2 separate regions of the Sus scrofa genome follow, and region 1 is linked to region 2. Evidence: chromatin contacts called from public Hi-C data. All regions are on one chromosome and are shown on one strand. The core of a region is the stretch at or near the end of the contact, and the rest is flanking DNA. Distances in the headings are between cores, read along the strand shown.

Region 1 (6,834 bases), core at 2,393-4,892, 38 kb before region 2:
ACCTTGCAGTCCCAGTGCTCTGAGGCACCACAGGTGAGACACAGGTCGGGGTCACACTCTCGCACCGCCAGGTAGCATGGGCACTGCTTGGTATTGCACTGGGTCTTACAGCGACAGCCAGGAAAGCGATTCTGACCTGTGTGGACAACAGGGAAGGTTAGGGAGAGAAGCAGGCTGATGCTGGGGCTCAGGTTGGACTCAAGGGACAGCGGGGATGTCAATGTTATGGATTCAAGGATATCTGGCAAAACAGGAGAGAAGCTGCCTTCTCCATAATTACACAGTCACATGTTTTTCAGAGAGAAGGGAGTGCCTCCCAACATTCATGCCTGGGAGCAAGACAGCAGGTTTGACCCTGGAAATGTGTCTCCTAGAGATTCCCTGACAATGCTCTCCCTTTGCTTTGCTGGTAGAATTTGGAAGGTGGGTGGAGAGAGCCCCAGAGAAAAAGCAATCAGTGCTATTCACTGGTAAATCCTCACCGTGAAAACAATAATCATTTTGAAAACAGAAGGCATCCGTTCTATGCTACCCTCCTCCACCCACTGCCCTCCCAGCACGAGCACCCACCCCTCCACTGTGGTTAAGATTGATATCTGCTTTGTGGCCAGGAGGTGCTTCCAGCACAACTGCCTGGGCACCAAGGTCTGCAAGCTCTGAGGCTGCCATCAAACTGCTCAGCCTTGAGTGGGGGAGAAGTGGTGAAACAGAAGCACTCTGAGCCTCCTCCCACCCTCTGCTGACATCCAGACCAACCTGACGCTAAAACTCCAGCTATTAGTCTAAAAGACAGAGAACTGTAACCTGGACATGTTGTAAAACAACATCCTGGAGAGGGAGGCTGTGTCTGCACCTTAAAGAAAAAGACTCCAAGTTTCTTAATGCTGCCCTGGAAGGTGAGGTTGGGAAAGCACCTGATTTCTGTGCAATTGTTGCTTTTTATTTTTTGTGAAGTACAGTTGATTTACAATGTTGTGCCACTTGTGCTGTACAGCAAAGTGACCCAGTTTCACACATACATATATATATTCTTTTTCTCTTATCATCCCTCATCCTGCTCTTTCTGTCTTTTTAGGGCCACACCCACAGCATGTGGTGGTGGTTCCCAGGCTTAGGGTTGAGTGGGAGCTGTAGCCGCCAGCCTCCGGCCACAGCCACAGCAACACCAGAGCCAAGCTGCATCTGCGACCTACGCCACAGCTCATGGCAATGCCAGATCCTTAACCCACTGAGCAAGGTCAGGGATAGAACCTGTGTCCTCATGGATGCTAGTCAGATTCGTTTCCGTTGAGCCATGACGGGAACGCCCCTCATGTTCTATCCCAAGCGATTGGATACAGTAGGACCTCTAATGGTTGCTTTTAAAATCATACACCTCAGGGCTTTTAAAAAGGGACTTTTCTAGATCTTAAGTACTGGTTTCCTCTGCAGACTATCAGAGGGCCCACAGGCAGCAAAGGGCTCGGGGGGGGGGGGAGGGAAACCTGGGGTGCCGAGGCCAACTACTGAGACAGAGAACTTACAGTCAGGGTTGCACTGGCAGAACTTCTCACAGAAATTCTGAGTCATGATGCAGGGACAGGTGCTGTCACAGGGGCGGTCCGGGTGGTCGCACGGTTGGTAGTTGTACACTTGGGTGGAGGAGTTATCTGGGAAAGGAAAGAAGACACAGGACACTGCTGTGCCCAGGCTCCCAGGCCACCCTCCTCCTAAGTGTCTCATCACTCCTCTTCGAAGGAGGTTCTTTTCTTTTTTGCTTTTTAGGGCCGCACCCTCGGCATATGGAGGTCCCAGGCTAGGGGTCCAATTGGAGCTGTAGCTGCCAGCCTACACCACGCCACAGCCATGAGCCGAATCTGCGACCTACAGCACAGCTCACGGCAATGCCAGATCCTTAACCCACTGAGAGGGGCCAGGGGTCGAACCTGCATCCTTGTGGATACTAGTCTGAATAGTTTTTTTTTTTTTTTTTTTTGTTTTGTCTTTTTGCCTTTTCTTAAGCTGATCCCACCGCATATGGAGGTTCCCAGGCTAGGGGTCTAATCGGACCTGTAGCAACTGGCCTACGCCAGAGCCACAGCAACGTGGGATCCGAGCTGCATCTGCAACCTACACCACAGCTCACGGCAACGCTGGATCCTTAACCCACTTAGCAAGGCCAGGGATCGAACCCGCAACCTCATGGTTCCTAGTTGGATTCGTTAACCACTGCGTCACGACGGGAACTCCCACTAGTCTGAATAGTTTTTGCTGAGCCACGACGGGAACTCCCTGAAGAAGGTTTGTTCTGACCGTAAACTTGGACACACATTTAGCACCTGAAGTGAGAAGCAATCACAAGTGCTGGTGGTTCATAAGCTACAAGGGGGTGATTTGCTTTGTGGGGAGAGCGTGGAAATGGTCCAGGTTACGGGGCAGTTATTTTAAACAGTAAATGATGCCTAGAACCTGGCAAATGGCACATGATCAAAGTCAGAGATCACGAGGCCCGTAACTCTACCTCCTGAGTGGTCTTCCTGGCCACAGGGAGGAGCTGAGCTTCTCAGCCGCTGCAGGGGAATCTGCAACGCGAGGAAACCCAGGGTCAAGTGCAGCCACAGGTGAGGCGGGGAGGGGGGCTTCAGGCTGGACCTGAGCGGAGCGCCCTGGCAGAACTTACCTTTCTTCAGCTGAATTTTCCTGCAGTGTGCAGCCCACAACCTGAAAGAGATGATATGGCTCTGGGTCACAGCCCTGGAGAATTCTGCAGATTTGGGTAAGTGACAGCATGATCCGCTTTAAGGGACTGCGGTCTGATGACTGATGATCCTCCCCAGAGGCCCTCACAGGAGGCCTTTACGCTGCTCCATAGAAGCTGGAGTCCATCCTACCTGCAGCAGGCCTGTGTCTCAAGGTTTAGACACAAAAAAACCCCCTTGATATACAAACATACACAAAAGAACAAAAAACAGATACAAAACAAAACCCAACCCTCTATGTCTATTAAAATGCTATTGTTTCTCCCTTTGGGGAGGTGGAGGTGTGGGGGCGTTTCAGGATGGGGCAGTGGGAAGGCTTTTCTGGAATCTGCTCTGGGTAAAGAAATTGAAAGGGAGAAGCCACAGGGATCTCCTTTCCTATCTAGAGCCCATGTCAGTTCCTTAAGGAAGAAACTGTCAAATTAAAAAACAAAACAGGAGTTCCCGTCATGGCGCAGTGGTTAACAAATCCAACTAGGAACCACAAAGTTGTGGGTTCAGTCCCTGGCCTTGCTCAGTGGGTTAAGGATCCAGCGTTGCCGTGAGCTGTGGTGTAGATCGCAGACGTGGCTTGGATCTGGTGTTGCTGTGGCTCTGGCGTAGGCCGGTGGCTACAGCTCTGATTAGACCCCTAGCCTGGGAACCTCCATGTGCCGCGGGAGAGGCCCAAGAAACGGTAAAAAGACAAACAAAACAAAGCATTTTCAATCCTAAGCAAAGGCTAGCTAGCAATCAGTGTTATTATGCAACTTAAAAAAACAACGCAAGTGCCAAAAACAAAAAGAAACCAAAAAAACCAAAAAAAAAAAAACAAAACTCTGGTCAGAGTTGAGAAGTGGGGAAGTGGTAACTAACAACCAATGAGAAGACATGGCCTCGGGGTGGAGCCATGAGGCCAGTTCACAACCTACTGGCCAGGAGCTTAAACGGAAAACCAGTTCTTTCATGGTCCACAGCACAGAGGGGCAAGGGAAGGGCTGGTCCAAGGCACAGACCCGCAGGTAGCACTGAGGAAGCTGGCTCCCCGCTGGTGATGCCAAACTGATGGGCAGCAGACAAAGAAGGAGACAGAAGGGAAGTCACAGGGGAGGTCAGGGCACAGGGAACAGCCTGGCTACAGAAAGCCCTCCGCCCAAGCCTTGCCTGTGCTTTCTCTTCTTCTTCTGCGAGGGGTTCATGAGCTCATCTGTTGGCAGCTTCAGGATAAGTGATTCTTTCACTGCGAACTGGAAGACCTGGAAGAGAAATCCAATAGGGCCTTGAGCTGAGTGGTCAGATGAGTGACCTAGCCAGGTGCCAGGCTTGGGAGGGTTCTGGAGAGCCTGTGGGCAGATGACTGAGCATCTTCAGTAGGGAGAGAGAGAGTCCCTGAGACATCGGGTCACTGACTCCGAAGTTAATTCTTAAGTGTGTATCCTGATTTGAAAAGAAATACTGGACACAGGTACAGTTCTCCTGGTCAGAAGCTTTCATCTACTGCTCTGCCTACTCTGCCCTGAGTGGGCCAATTCTTACCAATGGTATCTGCCTCTTAGGAAGGGCACCAATGTGTGTGTACCTTGTGTAACTGAGTCTGACATGAGAGGTACCACCTAGCTAAGCACTAGCTCCCTCTGTTGACATAAAAGTGTCAGAGACTTGACTACTTCAGTAGGACAGCATTTCAGAAAGGCTGGTTCCCTTTCAATGTGCTGCTTCTCTCAGAACATTTGCTTTTATTTATTTATGTCTTTTTTTTTTTTTTTTTGTCTTTTCTAGGGCCACACTCGCAGCATATGGAGGTTCCCAGGCTAGGGGTCTAATCAGAGCTGTAGCCGCTGGCCTATGCAACCAGAGCAACATGGGATCCGAGCTGAGTCTGTGACCTATACCATAGTTCACGGCAACACCAGATCCTTAACCCACTGAGCGAGGCCAGGGATTGAATCTGCAACCTCATGGTTCCTAGTCGGATTCATTAACCACTGAGACATGATGAGAACTCCAGAACATTTGTTTTTAACTTTTTATTTTCCTTATTGGCTATAAGCCCTCTCTCTCTCTCTCTCTTTTTTTTTTAAGGCCATACCCCAGACCAGAGACAGGATCACAGCCTTAGTTATGACCTATGCAGCAGCTGCAGCAATGCCAGATCCCCAACCCACTGGGCCAGCCTGGGGGTTGAACCTGCAACTCTGCAGCAACCTGAGCTGCTGCACTTGGTTTTTTTTTTTTTTTTTTGGTCTTTTGGCCTTTTAGGGCTGCATCTGCAGCATGTGGGGGTTCCCAGGCTAGGGGTCTAATTGGAGCTGTAGCTGCTGGCCTACGCCAGAGCCACAGCAACACTAGATCTGAGCCACGTCTTCGACCTACACTGCAGCTCACAGCAGCACTGGATCCTTAACCCACTGAGTGAGGCCAGGGATCAAACCCGCAACCTCATGGTTCCTAGTCAGATTCGTTTCTGCTGCACCACGACAGGAAGTCCATGCAGTTGGATTCTTAATCAACTGCACCACAGAGGGAACTCAGAGGTGCTCTTGAAATTCCATGAAAATTATTAATCTTCTCAGGAAAATACACAAAAAAACTGTTTTGCACACAGTTCTGCAGACCTTTAGGTCAAGAACCTGTTTCTTAGGAAAATAGATATGAGCCCCAAAAGGAAAGCCAAGGGCACTTCAGCTCATGGTTTTACTGCTTGTTCTAAGTAGAGGGAGCATGAAGAAGAGGTCACAAAGACTTTTCCAGAAGTTAGGGAGCTAAGTGAGCAGGGCTCAACCTCTAGGGTTCATCTCTCTTTGGACAGATTGGCTCTAACAACTGACTCCCTGTCTTTGCGCTTCAGCCTATCTTCCCATTGCAGGCTTTTCCTGCTTTCAGAGCATCAGCAGCTGCTATCAAACTGTGATATGAGTGAGAAGGGCAAGGTCCAGGCCCAGACATCAGGGATGGTACTAGAAAATCTAGCAATAGAACATTTAAAGAATAAAGCAACTGAGGAGACCAATGGAGGGAGGGGAGGCTGCAGCCACAGAAGCAGGAGCAGGAGCGCAAGATAAGAAGATCCCCAGAAAGCCCCAGGAGTCCCTTCTAGGAAATGAGGTGCACGTTTAGAAAGAAAGGTGGGAACAGCAACAACAACAAAGCTTAAAGAGAGTAGAAACATCTAGAAAAGTTAGTGCCTAGAGACGGAAATAAGAATTCGACAAGTTGAGAAGCTCCCCAAGCACTGCTAGGCATGAATCTACAGGAGGTAGCATGTTGGGGGAACCCACCTCTCGCCTAGAAACACAGGTTTATGAGGCACTAAGCCTAAGACAGCTCTGGCCAGACAGGCAGCCCTAAAAGATGGCCAAAAGGCTGCCAGAGCAGGGATGAAAGGAGGGTGCAGGCTCATTCCTACCCCTTTCAGACAGTACCTGCTTGCATGTCTTAGTCCCCAGAAGCCTAGCTATCGAACAGAAGTTGTTGAAGTAGGTGCCATGGAAGACTCGAAAAAGAGATTCTTCAGCCCCGGTCCACTCCACGGGCTCTGAGGGCGCTTCCACTACGCAGAGCTGAGGTGGGGCTGGACTAGCCTTCTGCTTTGTGGGGGTCTGACAGCGAGAATTAGCCTCTAAGAGAGGAAGAAATAAGAGAAATGGAAGAAGGTGGAGTGAGGTTGTCATCAATGGTTTGCCAAAAACTCAGTATTTCATTCCATGTTATTTATTTTGTTAAGAAGATGCTTAATTGATTAATTAATTTATTTACAGTGGCACCCATGGCACATGGAAGTTCCTAGGCCAGGGGTCAACCTGTACCACAGCCATGACAATGCTGGACCCTTGACCCAGAGCCACCAGGGAACTCCACTTCATTCTACTTTTTTTTTTTTAGTTCCCAGGCTAGGGGTTGAATCGGAGCTACAGCTGCCAGCCTACACCACAGCCACAGCAACACGGGATCCAAGCCTCATCTGTGACCTACACCACAGCTCACAGCAATGCCAGATCCTTAACCCACTGAGCAAGGCCAGGGATCAAACCTGCATCTTCACGGTTACCAGTCAGATTTGTTTTTGCTTCGCCACACAACAGGAACTCAGGTAGTAATTAATGTGAAGTGTTAGGTG
Region 2 (7,220 bases), core at 1,851-4,350:
GTTTAAATATGTTGCAGTGAGGGGTTCCCGTAGTGGCTTAGTGGTTATCGAACCCGATTAGCATCCATGAAGACTTGGGTTCAATCCCTGGCTTCCCTCAGTGGGTTAAGGATTGAGTGTGGCTGTGAGCTGTGATGTAGGTCGCAGACACAGCTCAGATCTGGCGTCGCTGTGGCTGTGTTGTAGGCCCGAAGCTACAGCTCTGATTCAACCCCTAACTTGAGAACTGCAGGTGCAGTCTGAAAATAAGACCAAAAAAAAAAAAAAAATTTGTGTATTACTTTCAGTTAAAAAGTACATCTTAGGAAGTTCCCACGTGGCACAGTGGGTTAAGGAGATGTTGCCACAGCTTGTGGTGCAGGTCACAACTGCGGCACAGGTTTGATTCCTGGGCCAGAAACTTCCACATGCCGTGAGTGTGGCCAAAAAAAAAAAAAAAAAAAAAAAAGTTCACTTTTACAGCAAGTGTGTATTTTAAGGAGTTCCCATCGTGGAGCAGCGGAAACGAATCTGACTAGGAGCCATGAGGTTGTGGGTTCAATCCCTGGCCTCGCTCAGTGGGTTAAGGATCCCGGTGTTGCCATGAGCTGTGGTGTAGGTTGCAGACGCGGCTTGGATCTGGCATTGTTGTGGCTGTGTTGTAGGCTGGCAGCTGTAGCTCTGATCAGACCCCTAGCCTGGGAACCTCCGTATGCCACAGGTGCAGCCCTAAAAAGACAAAAAAGACCAAAAAAAAAGTATATATTTTAAAGCAGAAATGAGCATAGAAAGGAAAAGTAAGGGCTCCCAGGGGTGGAAAACAGGACTTCCATGAAAGAACCAGCCTCTGTCCCTAATGAAGCCCTTCTCTGTCCCCTTGCTGAAGATCATGGGACTATTTCCTATGACACCTTGGAAAAGGTGAGGTCTCTAGTCCTTATTCAGTCCCAAAGGACCTCAGTAGCAGACCCCCCAGTTACCAGGTTGCCCCCAGGAGTCATCCAACTGGCGAAGAAACTTGGGAAGAGGAGAATCAGGGGAGAGTCTCCCAACAGGAGGTCTGGACTCCCAAGTTCAGGAACGGCTACAGTGAGCTCTCCTTCGGCGGTCTCCCCACCCATCAGGACGCAAGCTCAACCCAGCTCTAGGCGAAAGCCACCACTTTCTTCCAAGTCACTTACTTTTCTCCTTTGGTACTAAGATCATTTTATATATGAAAAGGCTGAGCTCCAAAGACATGAAATAGCCTGCCCGAGGTTACACAGTGGGACACGAGGCAAAAACTGCCTTCAGAGTCCTAACCACAGTTTATTTGTTTTTATCCATGATACCACTCCCTTATGTAAAACCCAACATTTGTTTCGGTCAACTTTGATCTTGATCCCAACCCCAGTCCTAACCCACAGTGGGCTCGGGTGTTTCTGGCCAGTGGAAATGGCCGATTTGGCTGTCTGCCCCTCTTTGCTTCCTCCTCCCAGCTTATCACCCAGAAATCTCCCTCTTGACCATGTTCCCTTTTTGCAAAGGGCAGTCAAGGGTGGAAGGGAAGGCACGGAGTTTGTCCCTGGTGTGAAGTGGCTCCAAGGCTGCCTGGCTCTTCTCTGCACAGTGCAGAAGATGACCCTCACCAGGAGGGCTTTGAGGTTCATGCCAAGTGGGCAACTTCCCTCTGGATGCCTTGCTAAAGCAACCTCTTGACCCTACCCCTGGTGGTACAAGAGGTTATCAGTGGCCATGATTTAAGAGCCTAAGACCCTGAGATAAAGATTTGAAGAGAGATCGTGACAGATAATTTGTGGTGGGCAGGAATCAGTAAACTGGGACAACAGCAGCAGCTGAGTCCAAGGGTCAGTGTCTGGGAGTAATTTAGGAAAGTTTGGTGCTGACAGCTGTGTCTGGAGTTGAACGTCATGGCCAAGGCAGCTCCTGGGATCCTCCGCTGCTTCAGACTAATGAAGCTCTGGCTCAGGACACGGAGACAGCTGTGGTGTGGCAGAAGTCACAGCCGCTGGGGCCCCAGGCTCAGCCTTCCTGCTTCTCAGAAGAGCGACCTTAAGCAAGTCCTTAGGAAAAGAGGAAAGGAAACCAGTGTCTGCTGAGTTCAGTGCCCTTTCACAAGTGTCACCCTCACTATGATTTAGTCCCACGTTCACACAGAAGGGATCAGAGAATTCTTGATGGTAACTGATGTCATTCCAGGCTATAGAGCTGGAAAGCGGGAAGGCAGGACTCCCGGGGCTGAACTCAAGTTCTGGGCTTTCCTCTGAGCTTTAGCTTCCTCCTCTGTAAATTATGCACCCATCTCATGAATGAAGCCACACATTGTAGGTTCTAGTCTAAACTCTTCCTTTCTCACAACCTTGGCCTTGAAGGGCTGTGGCTATTTTCTCCTTGCGGGGGGAGTAGTCTTACTTTTGCCCCTGCCCTCAATCTGCTTTGTGGGTCTAGGGCCCAGGGACTGCCTCAAAGGGAGGGTATGGGCTTTGGTTTCCCCTCTACCCCCATCCCCAGGCCTTCTCCCGACTCGGAAGGGCTGGCTCCCTCTTTTCCTCCCCGGTTTTGGCAGGCAGGCCGACAGCAGTGGGTGTTCCCAGGGAAAGGGAACGCGGAGCCCAGCTCAAGGCGCCCCTTCCCCCACGGCCCAGGACAACCCCAACCCCCAGCCTTAGATACTGAGGCGTCGAGAGAGGCCCTCTGAGCTCCCAGCCCCCTCCCTCTCCCCACACCCTCCTCCCCCAACACTCCCCCCACAAACTCGCGGAGAAAGGGAAAGGGCGACTAGAGTGCGGGGAGCGGGGAGCGGATGCTGGGAGACCCCGGCGAGGCCTGGGCGCCATGCAGCAGAGCCGAGGAAATGATCCCGGTTCTGGGGTTACGAGGGGAGCTGTCCAGCCACACGGGGTGAACTGGAGGAAAGGGTGGGCCAACGCCGGCCAGGCGGGCGCCAGGGCCGGGTGGGGCAGCGACTCCCCCTCCAGCCCGCGGGCCCCGGGCGTCGCCCCCGCCCCCCACGTGGCCGCAGCCGTCCCAGCCCCTGCGAGGAAGCGGCGCGGCTTCCTGCGGCTGGGGACGAGGATATTGGCGCCCCCGCCAGCGCCCGGCTCAGCGCCGCCGCCCCTCCTCGCCTGCTCGCCGCGCGATGGCCTCGCTGCGAGCGGAGCGCGCCGCCGGGGGCCCGCGGCTCCCCGCGACCCGCGCCGGGCGACCGGCAGCGCTCCGCCTCCTCCTGCTGCTGGGCGGTGAGCGCAGCGCCCCGGGGCCCGGGCAGGAGGCGCGGGAGGCCCTGGAGGGGAGGGGGGCTGGACGGCCGAGGCCGGAACGGCCCCGGGGTGCGGGTGCGGACAGCGCTGCCCTTCGGACGGCCCCGCCTCGGTGAGGACGCCGCGCGGGCTGCTTCCCACTTGGCGAAAGCTGGGGTGCCAGGGCCCCTCCGAGAGGTCTTGGGAGGTCTGGGGCTGATGTGGAGGCAGGGGGTTTGGGTATGAGTGGGAAGGAATTGGTGCAGCCCCTTTCTTCCGGGCACCCGGTGGGGGCCTGCCTTACTCCTCTTTCTCTTCTGAGAGTAGCCCTGATTTCCAAGAGTCTCGGCCCCCAACCCACAACCCCCCCTCCTCCAGGCTCCACCGCCCAGATCCCCATCCGACCGCTCATTGCTCTCTTTCTTTTCTGCCCACAGCTGTCCTGAAGCCCCAGGAGTCCCTGGCTCAGCATTTTCCCACCCCAGATTACTTAAATTTAGAAGGTAAGTACCCAGTGGCTGTGGGAGGGTGGCTAGGGGAAAGGAAGAGAGAGGTCAGTGAACAGGGTCCCTTTCCCACAGGCTAGGCCCCAAACTTAGTTGGCTCCCCTAAATTCCCCTCTCTTTTCTCTTGGGGTTCCTTATAGTCTTTCTACCTCTCATCCCAGAGGGACCCCATCAGCTCTGAGCTGGTCCACCTCACAGTGGGTTAGAAAACCCCCCTCCCCCAAAAAAAGGAATTCCTTTTTTTTTTTTTATCTTTTTAAAGCGGCACCTGTGGCCTATGGAGGTTCCCAGGCTAGGGGTCAAATCGGAGCCACAGCTGCCGGCCACAGCCACAGCAACACCAGATCCGATCAGAGTCTGTGACCTATACCATAGCTCATGGCAACGCGGGAGTTCTTTTTTTTTTTTTTTTTTTTTTTTTTTTTTTTTTTTGTCGTGGCTCAGTACCTTATGAAACCCAGTGAGTATCCATGAGAACGTGGGTTTGATCCTTGGCCTCGCTTAGTGGGTTAAAGATCCCGTGTTGCTGTGAGTTGCGATGTAGGTCCCAGATGCTGCTCAGATCCTGCGTGGTGTAGACTGGGAGCAACAGCTCCAATTTGACCCCTAGCCTGGGAACTTACATATGCTGCAGGTGCGGTCTTAAAGGAAAAAGAGGAAGGCCCCAGAAAAAGTGGATGTGGAAGCTCTTGTTAGGTAGGGAGGTCCGTGCACACGGGAGGCATTAAACTTTTCCTGAGCTGGGACTCTCTCCTCAGCCAGGAGTGTCTTGCTTGGGAAATTTCTGAGGCTCTCCTGGCAGTCCCTATATTCAAAGACAGAAACCGTGGTTCCTCAATGGAACTATCTGGATCAGAGGGCTTGGAGGGAGGGCTGGGGTGTGGTCGATATGCAGCATCTCTACCTACAGGGAAAACACTGGAGGAGAACTATGAGACAGATGCCCAACTTTGCTGGCACGATTATAAGGATTATATGGACTCTATCAAAAAGGATTGGTGTGACTGGGCCCTGATTAGCAGGTAGGGGCAATGCCGGAGGCGGTTTGGACCAGGGGTGGGGGCTTGTTCCTTGTGGGCCTTGAGTGAGTGTGGGCCGGTCCTCTTTCTGGGCCTAACCCCTCCCTCACTCCAGTCCTCTCCTGCCCCCAGGCCTTATAGCATCCTTCAAGAATGCCTGGAACAGAAAGCAGATGCGTTCAAGCTGGGCTTCCCCAATCCCTGGGCAGAACGGATCATCTTTGAGGCTCACCGGATCCACTTTGCCAACTGCTCCCTGGTGCAGCCCACCTTCTCAGACCCCCCAGAGGATGTGCTCCTGGCCATGATCATGGTCCCCATCTGCCTCATCCCCTTCCTCGTCACCCTCGTGGTATGGAGGAGTAAAGACCCTGAAGCCCAGACCTAGGTGGCGTGAGCTCTTCAGTAGCCATCTTCCTCCTTCCCTCTGCCACCACCAGGTCTCTCTCCTCCCCCCTCCCGACTTCCTTCCCTCACTCCCACCCCAACCGCAGAGCCTTAGATTGGTGGAAATGGAAGCTGGGTGGTGTCATGGCACAAGTTCTGTAATCTTGAAAATAAAACTTTTTTTTTTTTTTTTTTGTACGCCATTCCCCTCCCCATCCCATCTGTATCCTTCCCAGACTCTCTGCCTTTCCCACAGGCCCTCAGCTCTAGGGAGCAGAGCTGGAAGAATCTGGATAGGTCCACAGTTCTGTTCACTTACCTGCCCCCATCCCCTCCCCCACCTGAAGGCCACACCCCTGTACTCTTTCCTCCCAAGGCCAGGCCTTTCCTGCCCCTATCCAAACCCAGCTCCAGGAAACAAGCAGGAAGAGACTCCCTTCCGGTTTGCACAGCTGCTGGAGAGGTGAGGGGGGAGGGAGGAGGGAGGACTCTCTGCTGTGACTCCTGCAAGAAGCAAAGGGGACCACCCAGGAGCCCTGAATTTTACTCTTCTTCATGGCTCAGTTGATTTCCAGGGCCTGGGAGTTGGAGCCCTGACATGACCAACAAGAGTCCCTCCCTAAGGACCTCAGGATTGAGGACAAAGGCAGTGGGGGCTTCTTTTAGACTCACCCCAGGACTTCCCCTCCAGGTCCTTGGCCCTCATCCTACATTGTCCTGGACCCTGGGTGGGTGTGGCCTACAGCCTGGCTGCACACTGCCCCCTGGTGTCCACTAAAGCCAACAACCAGAAGAGGGACATGACCTGGAAGAAGCTCAAAACAGAGGAGATAGGACCATGAGATAGAGACCCATCATCCCCATAGCAACCTAGTTCTTCACTGGACCCTTCTGTTGGCTTCCTGATCCATACTTATGCTTCCTTAATACACCTTCCCACTTACTAGGGACATACCTAGAGACCATAGAGAACCATTTCTATACTTGGACACTCCTGTATGTTCCCTGGACAGTGAGGCCCAGTTCTCACCAGGAAACCTTCACCTCCAGTTCTCCCTGGGACAAACCTGCAGGGTCATCAAAAACATAGGGAGTTCCCATTGTCATGCAGTGGAAATGAATCCAACTGGGAACCATGAGGTTGTAGGTTCAATCCCTGGCCTCACTCAGTAGGTTAAGGATCCAGCATTGCCATGACCTGCAGGGTAGGTCACAGATATGGCCCAGATCTGATGTTGCTGTGACTGTGGTGTAGGCCGGCAGCTGTAGCTCCGATTCGACCCCTAGCCTGGGAACCTCCATATGTGGTGGGTGCGGCCCTAAAAAAAAAAGCAAAACAAACAAACAAAATCTAGAAAGGAGTTCCCATTGTGGCTCAGCGAGTTAAGAACCCAACTAGTATCCATGAGGATGCAGCTTCAATCCCTGGCCTCGCTCAGTGGGTTAAAGATTCTACCTTGCCACGAGTTGTGGCATAAGTTGCAGATGTAGCTTGGATGTGGCATTGCTGGCTGTGGCATAGGCTGGCAGCTGCAGCTCCAATTCAACCCCTAGCATGGGAATTTCCATATGCTGCGGGTGCAGCCCCAAAAAAGACAAAAACCAAACAAACAAAAAAACAAAACAGAAGCATCTAGAGAATAACTTTGTTCTTCATAAAGACATCTGTTTACTCCTTGTGGCACCTGGTGCCTCTCTAGGACCTCTCCTTCCCTCTTTGTTGATGTATGTGCCTCCCTGAGTACATGCATAGCTACTTCCTGGGACACGCCTGTCTATTCCATACATACATACCCACATGCTTCCTGGAATACATCTATTCATTCTCTGAGACACACTTCTTCTCTCCTTGGGACACATCTGTCTCTAGAGACATACCTGTTCCCTAGGACATTTTGACTTTTCAACAGAGAGAAATCTTTGCTCTATTTCCATCAATGCATCTGTCTTCTCCAAGGGTATACCCATCCTCTTCTTGGCTCATATTTGCCTTCATGCATTTTTTTTTTCCAGCCATGCCACAGGCTACGGAGTTCCTGAGCCAGGATCAGATCCAAGCCACAGTTGCAACTTACACCGCAGCTGTGGCA

The links. Hi-C and Micro-C count contacts between places; a contact is called where the count stands out from the background.
Region 1: a Hi-C map of liver shows a contact between it and region 2, with 1.9 times the contacts expected there. The contact joins the enhancer-like site here to the promoter of RAMP2 in region 2. A contact is called at or near these places in 3 of 5 promoter capture datasets (fetal skeletal muscle and liver), 16 of 47 Hi-C or Micro-C datasets (alveolar macrophages, blood, embryonic fibroblasts and 8 more) and 2 of 2 datasets of contacts at active chromatin or transcription factors (alveolar macrophages and skeletal muscle).

What each region holds. Positions count from the first base shown.
Region 1 is chr12:20,129,384-20,136,217 of Sscrofa11.1, reverse strand. It overlaps EZH1 (enhancer of zeste 1 polycomb repressive complex 2 subunit), which reads right to left. Exons shown (of 22, transcript NM_001243206.1): 13 at 6,140-6,336; 14 at 3,882-3,973; 15 at 1,868-1,893; 16 at 1,524-1,676; 17 at 1-136. Among named protein-coding and RNA genes, the nearest start is that of CNTNAP1, 25 kb to the left of the region's middle. Within about 2 kb of position 3,642, at least 6 of the 83 cell types and tissues checked have an H3K27ac peak or open chromatin away from gene starts, as enhancers often do. A contact at or near this core is called in alveolar macrophages, liver and retroperitoneal adipose tissue, where this site is marked.
Region 2 is chr12:20,090,306-20,097,525 of Sscrofa11.1, reverse strand. It overlaps RAMP2 (receptor activity modifying protein 2), which reads left to right and starts at 3,100. Exons shown (of 5, transcript NM_214082.1): 1 at 3,100-3,218; 2 at 3,656-3,721; 3 at 4,635-4,746; 4 at 4,876-5,130; 5 at 5,133-5,322. The coding sequence starts at 3,119. The coding sequence ends at 5,130.